Linked DNA regions of Mus musculus: region 1 is linked to region 2. The links are chromatin contacts, called in public HiChIP or PLAC-seq maps. All regions are on one chromosome and are shown on one strand. Each heading gives the region's core, a stretch centred on a gene start, on an enhancer-like site or on the middle of the called end of the contact. The rest is flanking DNA. Distances are from core to core; before and after follow the strand shown. Region 1 overlaps Zfp574 (zinc finger protein 574). Region 2 holds the start of Atp1a3 (ATPase, Na+/K+ transporting, alpha 3 polypeptide).

What was found. HiChIP or PLAC-seq counts read pairs in DNA pulled down with a chosen protein or histone mark.
Region 1: a contact with region 2 is called in an H3K27ac HiChIP or PLAC-seq map of embryonic stem cells, with 5 read pairs. The contact joins the enhancer-like site here to the promoter of Atp1a3 in region 2. A contact is called at or near these places in 1 of 39 promoter capture datasets (hippocampal neurons), 2 of 15 datasets of contacts at CTCF or cohesin (the NIH/3T3 cell line and stem cell-derived epiblast-like cells), 82 of 484 Hi-C or Micro-C datasets (the AML12 cell line, B cells, the Ba/F3 cell line and 42 more), 10 of 115 datasets of contacts at active chromatin or transcription factors (the HPC-7 cell line, astrocytes, bone marrow-derived dendritic cells and 3 more) and 2 of 9 other capture datasets (embryonic stem cells and pancreatic islet).

The regions. Positions count from the first base shown.
Region 1 is chr7:25,083,216-25,090,055 of GRCm38.p6, reverse strand. Zfp574 (zinc finger protein 574) reads right to left here. Exons shown (of 2, transcript NM_175477.5): 2 at 6,564-6,840. It also overlaps a transcript of Pou2f2 not described here. Among named protein-coding and RNA genes, the nearest start is that of Zfp574, 9.8 kb to the right of the region's middle. Within about 2 kb of position 2,330, at least 33 of the 459 cell types and tissues checked have an H3K27ac peak or open chromatin away from gene starts, as enhancers often do. A contact at or near this core is called in the Ba/F3 cell line, the G1E-ER4 cell line, embryonic stem cells and 2 more, where this site is marked.
Region 2 is chr7:25,002,631-25,009,344 of GRCm38.p6, reverse strand. It overlaps Atp1a3 (ATPase, Na+/K+ transporting, alpha 3 polypeptide), which reads left to right and starts at 3,408. Exons shown (of 23, transcript NM_001290469.1): 1 at 3,408-3,590. The coding sequence starts at 3,585.

The DNA of each region.
Region 1 (6,840 bases), core at 1,081-3,580, 82 kb before region 2:
CTCGCTGGAATGTAGTAAGCATCTTTACTGAACCGATCCCGCCCCCTCCCCCAGCCCCTGCCCTCATCCTACCTCTGAAGTTGTCCATTTTAATTTCCTGGAAAGCGGCTAGCGAGTGGGCCCGGACTCAACCCAAGGGTGCAGAGGGGCCCAGGGGCTCCTGACCTTTATAGGAAGACATTTGAACAGAGCAGAATGAAGGAATGACAACCAGAAGAACAAACAACAACCAACCCTCTGAGAAGACAGGCAGCGTGGAAGGCACGGTGGAGATGACTCGGACAGAAACCATGATTCTAGACCAAAAAAAGAAAAGGGGAAAAAAATAGTTAAGAAAAGAAAATCCGGGACTCACCACCACCCAATTTATCCTGCTTCTTCCTGATCAAGTCCCCACCCTAGTGTGGAGGAGTGGGGCAAAGAGAGGAGGAAACAGGGGCAGGGATGGGGCAGACGCCCTGACATTGGTGGAGGGAACCCCCATGCAGCTGGGGGTGGTGGGGACCCTCCTCATCCAACCCCCACACTGGGAAATGAAAAACAAGGAAAAAATTCCTAGGAGGGGGAAAAAATAACCAAATCCCAAGCTTTAACTACAGCTGTGAAACCAAATATCGGGAGGGGGGTGGGAGGGTGGGCTGGAGGGGCAGGTGAGCCCCACGTCTCCCCTCACCTCGGGCCCCTCTCCCCCGAGGACTCGAGATAAGGCACCAAATACCTCATAGAACTTTAATGTTAAAAAAAAAAAAAAGAAACCAAATATCGTTGGCTGGGGGCCAGCCAGGGCAAGGGGCTGGGGGCTGGGCGGAGCCAGGTTTGGTTAGGTGGGGGGGCGGGGACTGCCAGTCCCTCCCACCCCCACCTGCCCCTTCCACTCCAGTCACCCCAGTCTCCGACTCCAGGAAACAAAACTATCTCATCGTTTTTATTTTGTGGTCTGTACAGAGCCTGTGTCCGTGTGTCTGTGTGTGAGCGAGAGAGTTGGACGGCTAGGGAGTTTCACTGGAGTGGGGAGGGAGACCCCAGGCCAGGCTCTGCACCAGCTTGGACATCAGGCAGTGGACCCGGGGCCTGGGCTGGGGGAGAGGTGAGTGGACTAGGGGGAGAAGAGCTTTGAATTTCTCTTCTCCCAGCCCTGACCCCTGCTTAAGGGAGGAACAGAGAGAGGCTGGTCTGCCCTCGACGGTGGGCCTTTTGTGCCAAAAATAAATAAATAATGCCAGTAACTAAACCACCTCTCTGTTCCCTTCTTGGGGGTCAGGGTAGGGACTAGAAGCGGGAGGAAGGGGTTGGGTGTGTGTATAGGGGAGGGGAGGTACGGGGTCTCCAAGCCCTTCCCCTGGGGCGCTCCAGCCAGGGACTAGTCAAGTCGGGGCCCATGACCTGTTGACCTGGCTGTTTCTGTCATCCAGCCCATTCCCAGGGTGCCTCTCTCCCCCTCACCCAGGGTAAGAACTGAGTGAGACAAATGAGCACGATTGAGACACGCGGGCCCCCACCGGTCTCTGAGTGGGAAAGGCAAGTGCGAGAGATAAAGGCCTCCAAGAGAAAAAAAAGAAACAAACCAAAGATTTAACCATTTAAAAAAATAAAAAATAAAAAAAAAATTAAAAAAAAAATAAAACCACAGACAACTCCGCTACCTTTTTATACGTTGGGGAAAAAAAATGAAAAAAAAAAAGTTAGAATTAAAAACTAAAAAAAAAAAAAAAAAAAAAAAAAAAACCAAAAACAAAAAAACAAAACAAAAACAAAACCAGAAACAAAACAAAACAAACAAACAAACAAAAACCCAAAAAAATTTAAAAACAACAAAAAAAGAAAACAGAAACAAGAAACCCACAAAAACTTCAAACCGCGGTTCTTTTGTGTGGTTTAAACTTTGACCTCAGCAGTCTCCAAAGCAAGACGATGATGACAAAGGCGGAAAAAAAAAATGTATATTTTTAAGTATTTGTCCTTGGTGTTAGCTCCTTCCTAAAAAACAAAAGGAGCAAAGGAAAAAAACAAATCCAGAGAAGTGTTGCTGGAATGGAGACTACTTACTTTGTCTGTGAACCCCCCCATTCCTCTGCCCCCGCCTTCTCTAGCCCTGCTGCCCTTCCCCCAACCTGTCCTCCAAGGCTAGGGGCTTAATATTTATTTATTTATGTAATTGCAGGGTGCCAGTGGCTTCTCCTGAACAGAGGTCCTTTGGATCATAGCCGGGTAGGGGAGGGAGGCAGGCATCTTTGGGGTTATGGTCTTTTGATCAGCTTAGCTACCCTGGCTCCGGGTATTAGCCCACCATGGCCGGCCACCATCCCTTCTCAAGGCCAAGGCCCTAGGGCAGAGTGAGCACTGTCCTTGTAAAGATCTGACTGGCTCCACCCTCTCGGTGTGGCTGTCCTCTACAGACTCACTTGAATGCCCAGGTGGAGCCCTGGTAAGTAGTGGGCCAGGGTGGGGGCCCTGGAGTGACCTGCCTTCCCTCCAGGCCCATTGAGGTAGCTCTTTTGGTTGTCAGACCCCTGTGTTGGCAGCCCCTCCCCTCCCCTCCCCGATCCCTTCCCTGTCTCTTCTTGTGGTAGCGGGTTAGTGTTTCCGTGTTTTTAACTTCAATCTGCTTGTTCATTGTACAATGTGCTTCTTTTAAGGCCCCGTTTTTGTAACTTGTGTCATTCATCTGAACCACAAAATCAAAAAAATAAAAAACTAAAAACTGTACAGAGAGAACTGATGTCTGGTGTCCCTTGGCCTCCCGAGTCCTGAGAAGTTAAATCAGGGTGGCGGGGGGAGGGGAAGACTGCTCTGTTAAAATACAGGATCAAGAAGAACGCTGCATGGCTCTGTGTGCCCAGGGTTTGAAAGGCTGAAGAAAGAGGACTGACTGCCTTGAGCACCAAGCTCATAAGCTACTTGGTAAGTACAAGGCCAACATAGGCCTAAGAATGTCTTCAGTGAAGCCGGGCACTGGTGGCGCACGCCTTTAATCCCAGCACTCGGAGGCAGAGGCAGGCAGATTTCTGAGTTCGAGGCCAGCCTGGTCTACAGAGTGAGTTCTAGGACAGCCAGGGCTACACAGAGAAGGGGGGAGGGGGTGTCTTCAATGATGGGCTGGAGAGATGGTTCAGTGGTTAAGGACACTGGAGGAGCACTTCAGTCTTCAGTTCAATCCCCCCTCCCCGCCCACCCCCAACCACAAGGTGGCCCACACGACCATCTATAAAGGGATCTGATGCCCTCTGCTGGAATGCAGGTGTACATGCAGACAGGGAACTCCTACATTTTAAAACAAAATATAAAAGAGAATGTCTCAAAACAAACAAGAAAACAACCCACTCCTAACCACACAGTGCTTAGAAGGCCTGATTTTTTTTTTTAATTACATTCAGAAAACTTGGGGGAATTTAGGAATAATTCAAATTCCTGTGTCCAAAACTCAGTTCTGCCATTTTATAGTAGACACAGGACAACTCCTGGGGTTGTGAAACTGAATGGAATGGTTAAATGATTCAGACAGCTAGATGCAGTGATGGTCACCTTTAATCCCAGCACTCAGGAGGAAGCAGCTGGCAGTCTGTGGCCAGCCTCTCTTACATAGAGTACCAGGGCAACCAGGGCTACAGTGAGACCCAGCTCACTGTTTACATACATACAAACATACATACATACGTACATAGATAGATGGATGGATGGATGGATGGATAGATAATGCTTAGGACTGTTAGCTCTCTAGCATACAGCCTTCAATAAGAACCAAGAAGCCAGGGAACCAGCCAATACTGCCCATGTCCTACCCTGGGTTCTCCCCAGAGGGAACTAAAAAGACCTTTAAAATAAGAGTTGACAATGGGTTGGATGGAGAATTCAGTCAATAAAGTGCCTGCCTGTGTTTGCACTGAAGTGCAAGGACCTGAGTCAGAGCCCCAGAATTCGTGTAAAAATGCCTGGCATGTTGGTGCCCTTGGAATCCCAGTGCTAGGAGTTAGGAAAGTAGAGAGAAGTGGACGCCTTGGGGCAGGATGGCCAGCTAGTATAGCATCACTGGTGAACTTCAGGGCAGGACAATGAGAGATCCTGTCTTAAAGTAGGAGTTTCTGAGGACCACAGGGGAGGCTGTCCTCAAGCTTCCACGTGCACATGCAACAAGAACACTTGAGAATAAGAAGGAAAAAAAAGCTGATAAATCCAAGCCAGTCTGGGGACTCAAACCTCTACTCCTAGCACTGGGGGGAGGTAGAGACAGGAGTTCAAGATCATTTTTGGCTACAGAGAGACCAACACTAGTGCATAAGATCTGGTCTCAAAAATAAACGTACCCAAAGCTGGAAGATTGAGGATTTGAAGTAATCTGGGCTACCTACTAAGGCTTGGCTCAAAAGGGGAGGGGCCTGAGGGCATGGCTCAATGGTTTCTCACTAATGAGGTCGTCATGGGATTCAATCCCCAGGGCCACCCACCTCACACTGACTCTGAAGTCTGATGAATATAACGTATGCACCTCCTTAGAGGGACATCAACTCAAATCATCCTGCCACCTTGAACGTTTCATTTGCAATAGTCACTTTACAGGTCATGGCTGGGATGACTACTAGATGTTACCACTGAGAATCAGAACTGGCCTTAAAACAGAGCCACTGGGCTTCCTTTGTCCTTGTTGCGTCCTGTCTGGCACACAGGTGCTGGGACTCAGGTGATCCAATGGAAAAGAAAGGCTGAAGATGGAAGAAATTAGTGGGAGAGGGCCTTGACGCTTTGAAAAATAGTGTGTAGTGCATGGTTTGGGCAAGACTGAAAGGGGATAAAAAGTAAAGTGGATGGGCTTAGGCCCTGGGTTTCATCCTCAGAACCATTCAAGGAAAAACAAAGAAACCTTTACGTCAGCAAGTCAGCAATAGCTGAGGAAGATCTTCATCAACCTTCAAGGGGCAGTAGTCAGAACCATGGACTCGAGAGCATTCTAGTTTTGGCACCGCCACTATGCGTCTACCTGGAGCATAATGACAAGCAGGCTGTTCTCAACATGCCCTGTCTACTTAGCTGGCTTTCTTTTGTCAAGTGTTACAAGCCACCAGTGGGGCAGTGATCTATTCCCTTGCTTACTTTGCTTCTACAATTTCTAAATAAAGCAGGCAGGCAGCTGGGTGAAATAGCACGGGCTGGTAATTCCAGCAGAGGCAGCCCGGGGCCAAACACAAGAACAATCGTATTAGGTAAGGCAAGCCTTCCTTAAAAGGGCCCAAGGTCATTTTTGTTAGTGTTGGTTGCACAATGCAGGTTCCTGGACTTCCCCTTGGCTGGGCTTGGCTGGGTGCTTATCTTAGGGAGGAGCATCTAACAGCCACCGAGTTTGGGGACTTGTCTTTCCAGTAGATAGGTATTTTCTTTATTGAGTATGGCTCAAGAGGCCACCAAAGTTTTAGCGGGGGTCATAACCAATGATGATGTATCCCCAGAATTTGTGTATTTCTCAGGGGGTTGGTCAACTATTTTTTAGGTATACATGTGTGTCTGTGTATACCATGTGTGTGTGCCCAGAGGGCAGTTGAAAGCCACCCAACATGGGCCCTTTGGAACACCTTTCTGGTCTTTTTTAAAAATTTTTTCTTCAAGACAGATTCTTTGTGTAGCCCTGGTTGTCCTGGAACTTGCTCTGTAGACCAGGTTAGCCTCAAACTGAGATCTGCCTGCCTCTGCCTCAGGAGTGCTAGGATTAAAGGCGTGCGCCACTACTGCCCAGATTTTTGTTTTCAAGGCTCAGTGAAGGATGATCATTCTGTTGTCAGGGGGTTAAACTCTGCTGAAAACACCTTACTATTGTGACAATCGGCACCCTCATGGTTTTCCTCCATTCCAGTCCCTTTTCAGTTGCTTTTCACCTGGTTTGCAAGGATAAAGGCCCTCCCTGTCCTAATCCGCCTTTCAGATGGCTTGTACAGCAGTACACATCTTCCAAGGGGAGGCTGGTTCACCAGTGCCCTTTGTTCCTGGGGAGGAGGACCTAGTGCTTTGGTTTGTGGCTTACGTCTTTCCTGCAGGGCAGGCGGATACGGAACATGGTGCCCATGATTGAGAAATCCTAAGTGGGAAATCAACTGCGTGTGAGAATCATAAGGAATTGTTAGGGATAGCCAGTTGGTACATTTCCTTTAACATTTACCACTGTGTGACTGCAGGCGAATGCAGGCCTTGGTGCAGTGCAGGTAGAGAGAGGTCAAAGGACTTTTGGGAGTCAGCTCCACCATGGAATCCAAAGCCGGACATAAGTTCTCTGTGGCAAGATCCTACTGCCAGGTTGTAACAGGTGTTTGCTTTTGAAAACTAAGGACATAAATAAAAAGGAGGCTGGGTCAGGGAGCTTACTGTCTGTGTAGCCTCATCTCTCGTCTCATCTGAGCAACATATCTAGCCACAAGCTAAGAGGCATGCTCAGTCTAAGGTCTTCTCTGACCCCAAGTTCTCTTTATCTTTCAAGCTGTGTCCTTCTACGTTAAGAAACTCTTTCCAGTAGAACCCCAGGCACTGGAATATTGGGGCAGGAGGTGTTTCAGAGACAAGGCAAATACACACCCTCATTGAGTCATTTCCATTTTCTTGTTGGGAAAGACCATGGGACAGTCAGCATGGAATATGGATGCTTAAATCAAAGGAGACCAGATTTGAATTTAAGCTCTGCCTTGGGTTGAACTGACCATCACCGAGTCACATGCCAGAGGCCTCCTCTGTAGGGTTAAGTTCCAATGTTACTCAAAATAACTCAAGGGCACAGGCCTGTCATCCTAACTACTCAAGGGGCTGTGGCAGGAGGACCAACAAGCTCAAAGCCTGCTTAGGATATAGTGAGTCTGAGGCCTGGAC
Region 2 (6,714 bases), core at 2,159-4,658:
GTTGAGCAGAGAGAAGGGTGGGTCTGCCTTCTGTCCCCGCCTTCCTCACCACTCTGGAGGTTTCTCTGGAGAAAGGACGACTGAAGGTCACACAGCGGGAACCAGAACGAGGCCGAGCAGAAACGGGAGAGAGATGCAGCGGGGGCGGGGAAGAAGCAGACGGGTAGAGAAGAGGGAAAAGATCTTGATGCGGGCAAAATAGGTGAGGGCTGGAAAGAGAGGCGAGAAGAGGGTGGGCAGAGAGAGAGAGAGACTCTGAGAGGCGAAGAGATTGCAGAAGGGGACACATTCCTGGGAGCGCGACTCAAATGAAACAGGGAAGGGAAAGGGCACAGGGGGTTAAGGTGACAGACAGAAAGACATAGAAAGCTAAAGGAAGACCCGAGGGGACCCGAAGGATGAAGAAGACCAGATTAAGAACCGGCAGCTGGCGGAGCCCGCCCTTCAACCTTTACAAGGACTCGGGAGCTGTCCGTTCAGCACCCCGCCTCCCATACCAGGCTCATAGCCTTCCGTGGTCCCCCTGCAGAAGGACACGCCCCAAGGTCCCCCTCTTTCCCCGCCCTCCCGTGTCAGTCTGCTTCGTGCGGTGTCCTCAGTCTCCACTTGGCCGCTTCTGTATCTCAGACTTTTGGTGTGTGTGTCATCCGAGGCCAGATCCAGCGGCTTTGCTGTCTCTGTATCTCTAAGAGACTGATTAATCACCCTGTCCTGGGGCTGGATGCAGTTGAAGTGGCTGTCATTGCGGATTTTTCTGTTTGCACCCCCCTCTCTTTGTGCTCTTCTCTATTTTTGAACCCACCGAATTTATCCTCTTTTTCTCTCTACATTTGGCAAACCTATCCTCTGCCCAGCAATCTAAGGTGCCCTGTGTCTCTGTCACCCTCACTGAACATGCCTGCCACAGTCTCCCTGGCTGTTCGTTCATCTCTGCCTTGGCAAATCCTCTGTCATGCCTCTGTAATTCTCTATCTAGGTGGTTCCTGTCCGTATCTCCTCTCTCTCTCCCCCTTCTTCCTCTCACTGAGCTCTTCCGCCCTCCTCCATCCCTGTGACCTTCCAAAGTCTCCCCACCCCCCTTCTGCAGAGTCTCGCATTGGGAGCGTTATGCACCAGTCATCAGTTTAGTCAGCCTTGTGTCTAAGGAAGAATTACATGAAGGAGCCTGAGCCTGTGTCTGGGGTGGGACCTCCAGCCCAGTTAGAAGGCAGGAGGAGCATGCATCTCCTGAGATCTACGACCCTCCTGCCTCCACCCGCCCCAGCCCTTCCCTGCATCTCTAACCTGTCCTCTGTGGACCAGGCACAGACCTCCAGGCTTATTACATCTTGAGAGAAGGAAAGGATAAATGAATAAATGTTGGTAAAAATCCCTCCATCCCATGGGTAAGGAACAGACTTGAGGAAGGGGTGTCTGAGACCCCCCCCCCCTCAGACACCTGCACCTGTGCTGAAAGGTGGGGCTCCTTCTCCTTCCCTTGTCTCCATGGCAACAAGCCGGATCTGCAGGCCCAACCTCCTTTGCTGCAGAGTCAGCCTCCCTGTTACCATGGCAACAGGGGACCGCAGGAGGGATGGGAATGGGCCAGAGAACAGGGTTGTGATGAAGCTCTAGGTGCTGGGGGAAGCCCCCTTCCTCCTTCTAATGTGGTACTATCTCTATTCCTGCCCAAGGCCATCACTCTGTGTCTCTGTGTCCCTCCTTTCCCATGTCCCCTTGAGGTCAGGATCATCTTACTCCTCAAACCCCTTTTTGAGCAAGGTCTCACCATGTATTTCCTGGTTGTCTTGGTGCTTTCTGTGAAGACCTGGCTGGCCTTGAACTCATAAAGATCTGCCATAAAGACTGCTTTTCTGAGTGCTGGGATTAAAGGCATGTTCCACCATGGCCATCAGATCCTTAATCTTAGCATGCACCAAACCCTGCATAGTCAACTCACTCCCTGCTCCTGGCCAGAGTTCTCGTTCCCCACCCCTGTCTTCTACCAGCATCCCCAGAGAGAGTCTAAAATGTTCCCATGAGCAAAATGTTGTCAAGGTGGGCATGGGAGACTGACTCCTCAGGCTCGGATGAGGAGGATAATGGGTGCTGTGTGTGAGAGGCAGGCCTGAGAGCATGGACAAGCAGGAGGCGGGACACAAGCGCATCCTTTTATACACACGGGGATGTGGGTGTGGTGTGTGGGTAGGAGCATTGGGATATGTTTGAAGGTGCAACAAACTCCTGCATCATGACAGCGCAGTAATGTAGGATGTGTGAGATGGTCTCTCGTGGCTGAGTTCTGAATGACTCTGTTATGTGTGAGTGTGTGCACTTTTTTGCCTGTCATTCACAGCAGTTATCTGGCCTGTTTGTACAGCAAGCCTTTTCTCATGCCCCAAACACACCGGGGTATGTGCAAGTGTGTTTGATGGTATTGTATGTTTGTGCGCCAGTGGCCACAGAGGCCTCTGTGAGTGTCTGGAGGAAATGTGGGTCTTATGCTTGCGCAATGGTGCTAAGTGAAGCAATCTCTTGGCTCTCTGTGTGAGATGGTGCAAGGTCAGCTGTGGTGCAGTGTGTGATGGGAGTCTGTGAGGTGGTGTTCTGAGGGCGTGGGCTCTCCACAGCACTTCCGCATCGTGACTGGGTTTCTCTTGTGGTGTGATGGGTGTGAGCTCTTTATAGATTCTCCTTTGGCTGGTTTTTGAGCCTCTGGTTGAAAGATCATGGTGGTGGTGGTGGTGGTGGTGGTGTGTGTGTGGTGTGACTGGGATGTGGTTGAGAGCCTTTGGTGGTACACGTGGAGGTGATGGTGGTACCTGCATGGTGGGGGCATTTCCAGGCCCCCTGGTATGTTCTTGTGGCTTTGTGTCTCCTTTGTGCTGTGTGTGGTGATGCATCTTTGGTAGTTCAGTCATGGGGACACAGTGCAGAGGATATTAGGACCCCCTCCCACCTCCGCAACACCCCTCCACATGTCTCCCCATCAGGCATTATCTTCTTCCTGAACAGTGTCAAACATAGACTCCTGGGGTCCCTTCTACATACTGCAAGATGGTGGCACTCTGGGGCCCTGCATTACTGCAATTCACTGGGCCTTTCCTCCCACCCTGTATCTACCCCACTCCCAGAAGGAGGCAGATTCCAGGGTGCCTCACCCTCAAAGCCTCGGTCCCTAAGATACCTCCCTATATTGAGGGGGGGTCTCTGAGTCCCCACCCTGGGGATGTCCGGGATCACCCCCCCCCCCCGCACTGTGCTCAGCTTCTCAGTGGCCGCCACTTTGCAGAAACAAGGTTGGAGCGGTGAGGGGGGGAAGGGGGAGTACAGCTGCAGTACTGGGGGCCGGGCCGCAAGCTGTCCGTCTGCTCAGTACTGCTCCTGATTGGCCGGAGCCGCCTCCCCCCGCGGGCGCGGGCATATGAGGAGGCGGAGGCCCCGGCCGCCGCAGCCTCTGTGCGGTGGGACCCACGGACCGACAGACGCACGCTCCCACCGCGGCGCGGGCGCTGCAGAGGCCCCCAGCCCGAGCCCGCGCCTGAGCCCATCCTGCGGCCACCGCTCATCAGTCTGAACGCCGCTCTTCCCGCGGAGCCGCCAAGATGGGGGTAGGTGCAGGGGTCGGCTGGACTCTGTGTGCGTGACATCGTGTCCAGTGACTTTGGCTGTGTGCCGGAGTTGGGGTCTCCTGCCCTCCTGAGCCCTGGGGCCGAGTCTGCGGGGACCCGGGAGCCGGCTGACCTGACTAGTTTGTGTGGCTGGGAAAGTGGGCTATTGAGTCGAAGGGGGAATCTGTGGCGCATGTTGGAGGCTTTGTCCACGGGGGGGCGGAGGGCTGGCCCTTAGCATCTCGGTTTGACCTTGTGCGGTTGCTCGTGTGCCCCTTGCATGAGTGTGGCGGCACGAGTGCAAATGCTTGAGGGCGAATGTGTGTGCGCGTGCTTCCGGCTTAATTAATGCAGCCCTAACAGGGTCTGCAGCCATCTGTGCACCCCCTCCCATCTCAAAGCCCGCTACCTGTCTGGGTGTGTCTGAGAGCTATGCCAGTGTTTAGGGGTCATCAAGACCCCATCCCCTCCCCTGGTTCAATGGAGACAGATACAGGTTATGAGTTAGACATAAGATGACCTCTCTTTCTCCTTGCAGACCTGGATAAGGGTGATCTGCAGTGACAGACCTGGGGCTGCAGAGGTTTCGCAGCCCCTAATCTGGGGGGGGGGGGGCGCGTACAGACATGAGGGCTGGGAAGAGGGGGAGGAGCAGGAGATGGCTGGCAGACAAGTGCCTGGCTGAGGGTGTGCAAGCACAGCCGTGTGGTGGGGGTGGGGGGAGCTCGCATGCCTGCTATGTCCTTGCCTCCGTGTCCGTGTGTCCTTCTCTGTCTGTGCATCTCTCCAGCAGATGCAGCCTCCTTCCTTGACCGACCACTTGACCCCTGCAGCAGCTCTGGATTCCTCCCTGTGTGTCTGGGGTGGGGCTTGGGGAGGGCTGTCAGAGAAGGAAGTGGATGGATTGGGGGGACCCCTCCCCGGGTAAAGAGAAAGGGGTCAGCATGGGGAGCCAAAGGGAACATGAACGGTGGGGAGAAAGATGGCGGATGAAGGGCCTACGGATGAAGATGGGGGATGGAACTGCAGATCTGTGGGCTGGGTGGGTGAGGGGGGATGGGAGGGAGGGCTAGATGGGGGAGGGTTAGGAGAGAAAGGGGGAAGTGAGAGTCAGTGATGGCTTTCAGGTAAGTGGAATGAAGTGGGGGGGGTACGGATGGTTGGGAGAGAAGAGAGGGCGCAGGGCTTTGGGAAAGGGGGGTCTTAGAGAAATGGGGATGGGAAGGGAAGGAAATGATTTAGATGTGAGAGAGACAGACAAGGCAGAAACAGAAAGAGACATTGAAAACCAAAAAAAAAAAAAGGGACAAGACATCGAGACAAAGAGAGAGACAGACGTGGAAAGACACAGAGAGACCAAAGGAGAAACTGAAAGAAACCAACCAACCAACCAAACAAACAAACAAATAAAAAATACACTTGAGTAGTGGAAAGAAGAGGCAGAGGTTAGACCGGGAGGTCAAGGTAGGCCTTGGTCAAGGTTTTAGAAAAGACAGTGGCAGGTACCCCGAGATGGGGGTGGGGAGGGCAGAGGCTGCGTGAGCCATGCAGGTTTCAAGGAGGTGGACGGACGCCGTGGAAAATGGCTAGGAGCTGCAGTGGCAGGCTGCAATGAGGCAGACAGAGCCCCCACCCCTAGAGGTGCTCCCACCCTGCAGTGTGCCCATCTGAGCTTCCTGTCTTTCCTGGGAACGCCTCAGTTCCTCATGCCAACAGATGGAAGCCACCCTAGGGGAATCTGCTCATGGCAAGGGCAAGAAGAAGCTGAGGCTTGGTCCCTGGGGACATGGATGCGACTGTCCTCCCAGGGGACTGGACTCCCAGTCTTCCCTTCTCAGATATGAGGGTTCAGGCCTTCAACCCATTCCCTCAGACTCAGGAGGCCAGGCCCAGCATCCTCCCTCACACCTAGGAGTCCAGGCCCCAGACCTTCTGTGTCGGAGCCAGAAGTTGAGCCCTCTATTTCTCATAAAGACCCACACTGCAGCTCCCAGTGATTTGGGGACAGGGCAGCTGATTCCCCTGCCACCCGGCTCACTTCTCCCCTTGACCTCAAGACTGGCTGTTTTCACATCCCTCCACATGTCTGCCTCATCTGCGGGGGCTGACACAACGCCCTGCAGCCCATACGTGCCTCCTTGTCTGAGACGCAGTATTGCTGCAGGGCTGGCCTGGAGCCAAGCTCCCAGCTCCCCGGTGCACTCTTCCTTGGTGGTCCCAGGCTTCCAGGGCTACAGCCCTTCTCTAGGTTCCGAAGGCAGCTCTGGGTCTGGGGGCAGACAGCAGGCAAGTCTGGTTGCTACAAGGTCACGAGGAGATTAGCGCTGAGCTGCACTGAGCCTCCGATCCCAGCTTGGCCCTGGGCCTGCAGGATCTGTCAGCATCCCTTTGCCTCAGCCCACCTCTCCTGCCAGCCTCGGACACCACGCTCCCCACCTGCCCAGGCCACCAAATAAGAATTCAGTTCAGACCTAAGGCTTTTTTTTCTTGCTCTTCCATACCCCAAATCTACCCCCTCCCAATTCCTACTTATTCCTCGAGGGCAGAGCATGCCCATGCCCGTTCAAGACTGTCTGCAGTACACAGCTGTCTGCAGGAGAGAAGTCAGGTTCATATCTTGTCCATGGAGTCTCTTGGGAATGACTACTTACATGTGGCACACTGCCTCCCATGGGAGAGCCTTTGTCCCATGTCATTTGGAGTGCCCTCTCCTCTCATGATTTGCCTGGCTCTGTGTGTGTGTGTGTGTGTGTGTGTGTGTGTGTGTGTGTGTGTGGTCTCCCAAGATCGTCTGAGTCCTTTGAGACATCCACAGTCTCAGGTCAAACAAAGAGCTGGGGAGACAGGCAGTGACCTCCACGGAGACCTTGTGCTGGAAAAGCAGGTACCAAAGGCAGGAAGAGAGAAATAAGTAGAGCAGGGAGAGACAGACTCACAGACACAGAGCTGGGCATCCTGACAGACAGACATTTAAGAGGCAGGAGAAAGAAGGACATCAGGAATTTGAGACTAGCTTGTTCTACATAGTGAGACACCTGCTGGAGATGATAGATAGATAGATAGATAGATAGATAGATAGATAGATAGATAGATAGATAGATAGTCAGATAGACAGACAGATAGA